Regions from separate parts of the Gossypium hirsutum genome. Here region 1 is linked to region 2. A link is a contact called in public Hi-C data. All regions are on one chromosome and are shown on one strand. The core of a region is the stretch at or near the end of the contact, and the rest is flanking DNA. Distances in the headings are between cores, read along the strand shown. Region 1 has its middle 35 kb from the start of LOC107960031. Region 2 holds the start of LOC107901482.

The links. A called contact is a pair of places that touch in the nucleus more often than the background predicts.
Region 1: a contact with region 2 is called in a Hi-C map of callus, with 4 times the contacts expected there. The contact joins the enhancer-like site here to the promoter of LOC107901482 in region 2. A contact is called at or near these places in 9 of 34 Hi-C or Micro-C datasets (callus, leaf and seedling).

Annotation. Positions count from the first base shown.
Region 1 is chrA11:30,731,973-30,737,006 of Gossypium_hirsutum_v2.1, forward strand. No RefSeq gene overlaps it. Among protein-coding and RNA genes, the nearest start is that of LOC107960031, 35 kb to the right of the region's middle. Within about 2 kb of position 2,504, at least 5 of the 9 cell types and tissues checked have an H3K27ac peak or open chromatin away from gene starts, as enhancers often do.
Region 2 is chrA11:30,495,053-30,500,091 of Gossypium_hirsutum_v2.1, forward strand. It overlaps LOC107901482, which reads right to left and starts at 1,739. Exons shown (of 10, transcript XM_016827514.2): 1 at 1,638-1,739; 2 at 507-614; 3 at 308-424; 4 at 1-159. The coding sequence starts at 605.

The sequences.
Region 1 (5,034 bases), core at 1,254-3,753, 240 kb after region 2:
CAAGAAGGCAAGGTAATAGCCTATGCCTCGAGACAGTTAAAGGCACACGAAAAGAATTACTCGACCCACGATTTAGAGCTAGCAACCATCGTGTTCGCATTAAAAATTTAGAGACACCATTTGTATGGAGAGAGATGCTGAGTGTTCACTGACCACAAAAGCCTCAAGTGTTTGATGACTCAGAAAGAGTTGAATCTACGGCAACAAAGGTGGCTAGAGCTTATAAAGGATTATGAGTTGGTGATTGACTATCACCCCGGAAAGGCTAATGTAGTAGCCGATGCATTGAGTAGGAAATCATTGTCCGGCTTGAAGGCTATGAATACTCAGTTGGCTGTGATTGATAATAGCTCAGTTCTAGCCGATATGAGATCTAGACCTACGTTCCTTCAAGAGATTTGTGAGGCTCAAAAATGCGATAGGGACCTGCAAGCTAAAATAGCTCAGTATGAGACGAGAAATGAATTAAAGTTTAGTATTGGTACCAACGATTGTATGATGTACCGAGACAGAGTTTTTGTACCCAAGGATAATGAGCTTATTCAGAGGTTTTTGTGAGAGGCACATAGTGGTTGCTTGTCTATCCATCCAGGTAGTGTAAAAATGTATAACGACTTGAAGAAAATGTATTGGTGGTCGAGGATGAAAAGAGACATTTCTGAGTTTGTTTCTAAGTGTCTAGTTTGTCAACAAGTGAAGGCAGAACACCAAGTACCCTCAGGTTTACTTCAACCTGTGATGGTTCCCGAGTGGAAGTAGGACCGAGTAACTATGGATTTTGTGTCAGGGTTGCCTTTGACACTAAGGAAAAAGGATTCAGTTTGAGTAGTTGTTGATAGACTTACTAAGTCGACACATTTTATACCAGTGCGTACTGACTATTCCCTTGAGAAATTGGTCGATCTATATGTTTCTAAGATCGTGAGACTTTATAGAGTGCCCTTGTCGATTATTTTAGATAAAGATTCGAGGTTTACCTTGCGATTTTGGAAAAAGTTACAAGAGGCATTGGGAACAAAACTAAATTTTAGCACGGCTTTTCATCCGCAAACCAACTATCAGTCAGAAAAAGTCAGATCTTAGAAGACATGTTGCGGTGTTATGTTCTCGAGTTCCAAGGCAGTTGGGAAAAGTATTTACTGCTAGTCAAATTTTCCTACAACAATAGTTGTCAATTAAGTTTGAAAATGGTGCCTTATGAGGCTTTCTATGGACGCAAGTTTTGAACACCCTTGTATTGAATTGAGCTGAGAGAGAATCAGACACACGGGGTTGATTTAGTTAAAGATACCGAAGAGAAAGTTAAAGTAATTCACGACTGTTTGAAAGCCACTTCGGATAGAAAAAAATCCAACGCGGATTTGGGACAGAAAGAGATCGAGTTTCAAGTCAGGGATAAGGTGTTTTTAAAGGTATCCCCGTAGAGAAAAGTCATCAGATTTGGGAGAAAGGGTAAGCTGAGTCCTCGTTTTATAGGACCTTATGGGATTACTGAGAGAGGGGGTACTGTCTTCCAAACAAATTCAAAGAAGAGATCGAAGTAGGAAAAAGGATAAAAACAGTGTTGTGTTTGGGAGTGAAGATAAAGTGGTGAATCTTTCTTTGTCTGATTCAGATTTGAGCAATAAGAGAAAGGTTATCATTAGATAGGCGAGGCAAACCTGGGAAGTAGGGAAGAAATTGGGGCTCAAGGTGCAAAGACATGAAGGAGATGTTATTGAGGAGATTATGAGACTTGAGGCGCAGCAGTAAAGGAGATCTGGGTTAGAGGTTGAAATTTGTGTTGTTCTGAAGAATAGTGCGGTTGAATTTATATTGGTTTTATGAAAATTGTATCGTGGAATATTAAGGGTTTGGGTACTAATGGAAAAGTTGAGGCAATTAACAGATTAGTCAAAATGCAGGGAGCGGATGTGTGTTTTTTACAAGAAACTAAGCTTGTAGACGTGTCAGGGGTTTTTGCTAGGAGAATTTAGGGAGATGATAATTTTGATTTTCGTTTTGTTGCTGCAGTGGGTCGTTTGGGAGGTCTTATTACAATATGGGATAAATCGAGTTTCATAATGAAAAAGGAATATCGCTCTAATCGATTTATTGTGTTAGAAGGGATTTGGTGTGTAGAGGGATGGGAAGGGGTTTTGATTAATGTGTACGCTCCTAATCTGTTGAGTGAGCAGAAAATTTTTTGGGAGGAAATATTAGAGGTCAGAGAGAGGTCCATAAAATTTTGGGTTCTGGGGGGAGATTTTAATGCAATTAGGAACAAAAGTGAAAGAAGCAATTGTGTGGGTTTATTAAGAGGGTCGAAAGATTTTTTGAACTTTATTAAGAAATGTAATTTGGTGGATTTGCCTCTGTTGGGGAGAAAATTCACTTGGCATGATCCGGATAATAAGAAGAGTCAACTGGATAGATTTTTGGTGGACGAAGTTTGGTTAGAAAAGATTGAAGATTTTCAGCAGCAGGGTTTAAATCTTTCTGTTTCGGATCACATCCCAATTTTATTATCGCATGGCTCTACCGATTGGGGTCCAAGACCGTTTAAGTTTTTTAATGCGTGGGTTAAAAATAAGGAATATATGAGTATTATCAGAAATGAATGGGGTTCGATGGGTTATTTGAATGGTAAGGTGTCTGAAAAATTGAAGAAACCCAAAGGTGTCCTTAGAAAATGGAATAGAGAAGAAAGATATACCTTGGATAGAAGATTTAATGAAATCGAAGCTAGAATTAGATGCCTAGATGAGTGTAGCGATGTTAGAGATCTTTTTGAGTTGGAATTGGAGGAGCTGAAGATTTTGTATCTTGAATTGGGAGTGTTTAGTAGATTCAAGGAGTCCATTTGGAGGCAAAAATCGAGAATGACATGGCTGATGGTGGGAGATTCAAACACAACTTTTTTCCAAAGAGCAGTTAAGTTTAAAGCTAAAAGAAAGACTATCTATGGTATGAAAATTGGAAATGAGTGGCTTAGTGATCCAAAGGCTTTAAAGGTGAAAATGTTTAACTTTTTTAGAAATCATTTCAGCTGTCACTCGAGGAAGTGGAGTTGGATTTGGAGTTAAATTTTAAAAGGCTGAGGGATATTGACATCGCGAGTTTGGAGAAACCCTTCTCAATGAAGGAGATTAAAGAGGTGGTGTGGAGCTGCGATGAAAACAAAGCACCGGGCCCGGACGGATTCAACTTATGTTTTTTTTTAAAATGTTGGGAGGTTGTTAAGGAGGATTTATTTGAGATGATGGTTAAGTTTTTTAACTCCGGTAAATTGGAAAAGAGTATTAATTCGTCTTTTATTGCGTTGATACCTAAAAATGATAATCCGCAGGATATTTCAGAATTTAGACCGATTTGTTTGGTGAGTTCACTGTATAAAATTGTCGCTAAGGTATTAGCTAGAAGAGTACGTGTTGTCATTGTGGAGGTGGTCAGTGACTCGTAGTGTACCTTTATTCGGGGTAGGAAAATTTTTTATGGCATTTTGATTGCTAATGAGTTGATTCACTCAATTAGGTGTAAGGGTGGTGCGGGGGAATAGTTGTTGTTTAAGCTGGATTTTGCTAAAGCTTATGATTGTGTGAGGTGGGATTTTCTGGAACTAATCTTGTTGAAGATGGGTTTCGGCGAGCGTTGGATGGGCTGATGGTGGAGTGTGTGTCTTCGGCGAGGGCTGCGGTGCTAGTTAATGGAGCAGTTACTAATAAGTTCAGATTGCATAGAGGTCTTCGACAAAGGGATCCTTTGTCCCATTTTTTATTTATTCTGGTTATGGAAGTTTTGCACTTGTTGTTCGAGAAGGCGGAGGAATTGGGGATGATTGAGGGGATTAAGGACATTCTTCCTAGTCAATCGATTTCCCATCTTCAGTTTGCAGATGATACTATTTTATTTCTCAGGGCGGAGGAGGCAGTGGTTCGAAATTCAACGTATATTCTTCAATGTTTTGAGTTATTTTCTGGTTTAAGCATTAATTTTGGGAAATCTTGTTTGGTTGGTTTTGGTGTGGATGAGGAATTTTTTAGTAGAATGGCTGCCATTTATAAATGTAAGATTGGAGTTTTTCCATTCAATTATCTGGGCATTCCTTTAGGCGCGGATCCTAGAAAAATCTCATCTTGGAACGATATTGTGGATAGGGTGGAGAGAAAGTTATCGAGATAGAAGAGTAGGTCGCTTTCTTGGGCTGGTAGAGTGGTGCTCATTAATTCTGTGCTTTTGTCTTTGCCTATTTATTTTATGTCGTTATTTCAGGCACCGGTCGCAGTGATTAATAAGATTGATAAAATTAGACGAAATTTTTTGTGGGGTAGTGCTGGGGGTCGGCGGAAGTTGGCAAAGGTTAAGTGGAAACAGATTTGTATGCCTAAGGTTAAGGGGGGTGTAGGTGTGATGGATTTAAGGGTTAAGAACAAGTCTCTTATGGCCAAATGGATCTGGAGATTCGCGATGGATAAAGAAGTGTTATGGAGAAGGATCATTGCAGCAAAGTATGGTACTACTATTCAAAATTGGTGGTTTAGAATGAACAATTTTAATGACATGTCAGTGGTATGGAGGGGCATTATAGAGAATGCGAAAGATTCAAAAGTGGTTAAGTGGGTAGGGAATGAGTCTTTTCGCTGGTTGTTAGGGAACAAAAATTCGATAATTTTTTGGAGGATATATGGTGTGGTTACAGGCCGCTGAGAGTGGAATTTCCAAGGTTGTTTCGATTATCTTTGAATAAGAGTGGCTTCGTTAAGGATTTTTTGAAGTCCAATGGGTTTAAAGAGGTCGATTGGGCTGTTTTCTTTTCCTGTCGTATTTTGGATAGGGAGGTTAACATGGTCTCCCGATTAATGGAAGCAGTCAGTTGTATGGTGTTGATTCCCAAGGTGGAGGATCAGTTAATTTGAATTCACGATAAGTAATGGGAGTTCTCAGTGAGGAAATTATCAAAGTTGTTGATCTGTGCTGAAACGACAAAATTTAGGTTTGCTTTCGACAGGATTTGGAATTTAAAAGTGCCGCCTAAAGTAAAAAGTTTCTTATGGA
Region 2 (5,039 bases), core at 489-2,988:
CGGAGATTGCTGGATGGATTCGTTCAAATTCTCCACATTCCTCTTGGAAGATGCATAGACAGCTTCTTGATAAAGGCCTTGCCTAAAATTCACTACTTGCTCTTCAAGCCTAACAACTTCCTCTTCCAAAACAGCTACTTCAGCAACTAGCTCCAGTGTCTGCAAATCCAAATTTTACACAAATCATGAATTTTTTTTACAAAGTTTAACATGTTTCTTCCTCAAACAATTCCATTAAAGAATCAAGCAGTTCCATATTGAAAAAAGGGAAAAGAATGAGATGAGGTAATGAAGTAAGAAGACATACATATGGAGGTAAGTAAGGAGGAAGGCGAGGAAGAGCTCCTAAAGGTCTAGTCAAAGCTCTCTCCAAAGCTTTATGAACATTCTCTTCATGTCTAAGCTTCGTTTTTAGCTTATCAACCTTCAATTTACCAACACCACAACAATCAAAAATTTTACAAAAAAATAGAAAAAGAAAAGAAAAGGTAAAAAATTGTGGGTACATCTTGTAATAAGGCCATTTTCCTTTCCCTGTTTGATCTTCTCCTATTGGTCACAGTTTTGGTGGCTCCAAGCGCTCTGCTATCCTTAATCTTCTCCATCTTCTTCTCCTTTGTATAATCAGATAGGCAAAAATGATTTTAAAAAGGAAAAATGATAAAATTCAATGAAATAACTGAACCAAAGAAACTTAAAGAAGACACTATTCCTTTCTTGAGACAAGTGTAAGTGCCCACTTAAGATTTTGGATCAAAAAGTTCTGCTTTATAATTTTATCAACAAAAATAGTTTGAAATGAAACCTATTGCAAATTTTTCAACGGGATAAAATCCAAATTTTTTTGTTCAAAGTTTCCAACTTTTAAGCATAAAAGAACAAATCTTTGGTCACTCAAATTACCAATTAACAAAAACCCAATCTTCAAATCTTGAAAAAGAAACAGATAAAGGGTAATATATATAAAGGAAAAAAGAGTGAAGTTACTTTATTTTTCTCATGATTTGGAGAAGCTTTCATGGAGTGAAGAGCTGTACGAACTCTTGTATTCATTTTTCTTTCTTTGGATTAAAAGAATTCAAAATCCAAAACTAAAACAATCAAACAATGCAACAATCTCTACACTCTTACTGTTACTAATATTTTCAGAAAAAAAAAAGGTAATGAAAAAGAAAAGAAGATAACCATTGAAACTCTGAAAGTTCAAAGAAAAAGGAAATGAGAGAGAGAGAAAAAAAAAGGTAGGATATTTCTTTGAATACCCTTTGTTTATTCTAAGTTACAGAGCGGGAAACTTGAAAGTAAAGCGACTAGAAAATAGCAGAAAAATGCCTGCATGTATATGATTTTCAATTACATCGAAGTGTTTATTTTTTTAAAAAAAATTAATATTTATGGATGAAAACAAAAGCAAACATTGAAGAAAGAAGAAAAGGACGAGGATTGGAGCTTGGAAGCGGCATCAAAGAATAGCGTAACAGATGGACAATCCAAAAACAAAAACTGTAATACGATACCTGTGTCAATGTATTAATGTTTTCTTAATGCTAATATCTTTTAATAAAATGTGTATTTTTCAATTAATTAAAAAAAAACATGTTATTACTAAACAAGACAAGAGCAATTCTCTGACTTACTGCACTTAATACTCCACTTGTCCCACTGCTTCTTCACCTGCTTCAGTCCTTCACCCTCACTTGAATTTTCTTTCCTTTTTTTCCCTCTAAGTAATAGTTTTTTTTGCCTTTTATAGTCTTGTTCTTGGATTCAAAATGTATGTTTAAATATATAAGTTTTGGTTAAGGTTTAAATTATAGAATTTTTTACAGCAATATTACAAAATAAAAAATTAAATTCAAAAACGGTATGTATGTCCAATTATATAAAAAATAGGACGTTTAAAGGGTAGAGAGTGGTGCATATGCTATATCACCCTAGGTTTTTTCAATAGAAAACCGTTTTATGTAAAAATAATAATATTTTAATGGGTCATGCCTAGAGGTGTGCATGGGCCGGGTGGCCCGGCCCAGCCCGAAGATCCGTCCTAAAAATGGGAGAGTTTGGGTAAAAATATAGGCCCGAAAAATGGGCTTGGACAAAAAACGAGGCCTGTTTAGAAAACAGGCCAGGCCTCGGGTAAGATTTTTTTGCCCGGGCCCGGCCCAGCCCGATTTTAATATTAATTTTTTTATTTTTAATTTTAAGTAACTTTAGTACTTTTACTTTACTCTTTTGTTGTTTTTAATGTTATTTTGATATTGTAAAACTTTTGTTATTAATATAATTTGGTTCTTAATTTAGTTCTAATTTGTTTCAATTTTCCAATTTTAATATAATTACTTTTTATTATATTTTAATTTATGTATTATTTTAAGAATTATTTTAGTCTCATTTTTATTTGTTTTTTGTTGTAATATTTGTTTTTATGTTTTTAAATGTATTTGATTTATTATATTTTAAAGTTTTTTATTTAATAAAAAAAAGTAAAAAAAATTAATATGGCCGGGCCGGGCTCGGGCCTACCATCTTTTCCCCTGGCCGGGCTTGGACAAATTCTTAGGTCCATATTTCGGGCCGAGCCGGGCTCGAGCCTTGAAAACGGACCGAAAATACGAGTATAGGTCAGTAGGGGTGGTGCCAGGCAGGTAGGCGGCACCAGTCATGCCTCCCTAACAAGCGGCACTAGTGCCAGGCTTCAATTTCATCAGTCAGCGCTGTCTAGCCATCCTCAGGCCACAAGAAGAAAGATAAGCAAGAGGGAGAGGGATTTGTGGGACCTTATATATATTACCCTTTAGATGTTTTTTGGATATAATGATGGGACTAGACAGAAGAAAGAGAAGAAGAGGGGGACCTTGTAGACAAGGGCGAAGCCAGAAATTTTTTTTAGGGGGGCCGAAATGAAATTTTAATTTTTAATAGTCTAAATCTTTATAATATTTAAAGGATTAAATCAAATTTTTATAATTTTAAGGGGGCCAAAGTGCAATTTTACCTTTACTAAATTAAAATTTTAAAAATTTCTAAAATGACTAAATAGTAATTTTCTATTTTAGGGAGGTCGGGGCCCCTGCCAGCCTCCCTCTAGATTCGCCTCTGCTTGTAGAAAAGAAGAGAAACGTTAAAAAAAAAAAGAAAACAACGGTGGAAAAAAGGATAAGGTATTTTTGTTTTTTTTTTTTAAATAGAAGGGATTATGACGATGAATTATTATAAATTATTTTGTTAGTACTGTTTAGTTTTTATTGTAATTTTTATGTTGCTTTTAATTTATTTTAAAGTTATTTTGTTAGTAACTATTATAAATTGTTTGTTTAATTTAATGTTTATTGTGATTTGTTAAGTTATGAATGTAAATTTTTATGTTTTTTTAAATTTATTTTAAAGTTATTTTGTTAGTAATTTATGATTAGGTTAAGTATTTGTTTAGTTTAATGTTTATTGTGATTTGTTATGAATGTAATTTTTTTTGTTTTTGATTTATTTGACAATTTTTTTTATTTAGTGAGATGTTGATTAATTTTGTTTTTATATATTTTATAGGCTGCTTGAAAGAAACTAAACAGGCATGTTTCTGTTTTATTTTTGGATTCGTATGTTTTATTTGTTTAGATAATTTCGGTTTATTTTAATTATATTTGTTAGAATTAAGTGACTCGAATCTTTATTTAAATAAAATATTGTGGTAAAATAAAATAAAAGTAAAATCCATATAGAACTACACTTCTTTTATTTTATTTTAGAATAAGGTTTTTTAAACCTTATTAAACTCCATCTATTTTGAATGAATTAGAATAAGGTGTTTCAATCTTACTACACTCTTATTAGAATATGGCTTTACAAAGCATATAAATAGACATAGTCTATTCCTCTTGTATTAATTCAAATTCGACATAGTGAATTTTATTTTCCTTTACCCGTGATTTTTTTTCCCGAAAGGGTTTCCATGTAAAATATGTGTGTTCTTTATTTTATTTCTTTTTTCTTGGCAATATATTGTCATTACCGATGTTCTATTTTTACAAATTAGTATTAGAGCTTTCGAGTTTTTTATCTCAATCACGATAATGGTCATTTTTATGCTTGTGTTGAAACTCATAATTAACTTTTTTAAATTCTAATCTATATTGTACTGAAAATTTCCATCCATAATGTTTGATATTAAATATTTAATGATAATTTTATAAATATTTAGAGGTAAATTATTATACCTGGTTTATTCTTATTCGTTATTTCACTATGGTAAACAAAATAGTGAATGGGTACAAATTATATATCACTTAAATTTTATGAAAAATTCAAAGTAAAACATGTAATGTGACCAAACGATCTCTAAGGTATACAAAAGAATGAACATATTTTGTAAAAAAAGAATATGGAGAATATATTTGTGTACAATAAAAATGAATAAATTTGTGTTAAAAAATGAACAAAATAGGTTAATAAGGTGTTGTCTTCAATGCATCCCTCAATTGTGGACATGTTACCTTCGTATTCCCTAGGTTCTTACAATAATTGCATAACCTCTGTAGATTGGTCCTCTCCCAAACATACATATTGTTGCATATTTGAGTAGAATTAGACCAACCTTTTGAAGGCGACGTAACCGAATATTCGATACCAATTCGAACGGGGCACTCGACACGGACGACCACATATTCTCATCTAGAATCGATGGGAATTCATATTTTCATACAATGTACATGCATTCTAGTCTATACACATTGTTAATACATGCAACAATTGCATGTGTACACAAGAATCAAAGTGCCTGAAATTTTCCACAATCGCAAGTCCCTTGTGTTAGGGAAACACGGTATGCTGCCCTGACAATATCTTGGTCAGGTCTACCGTACTCTGTAATTCGAAATGATAGGTTTAGACGCAAGTGACACACTACATAGTGTTTGCTTTCTCTGTATTTCATTTAATTTCTTTCATGACATCATCGCACCAAATGTGACCGCCTACTATCTTTCTAGCATATGTCTTCGCCCGCTTTAGAAATAAGGCTACCAAGCGAAAGTATGTTTCTTTCA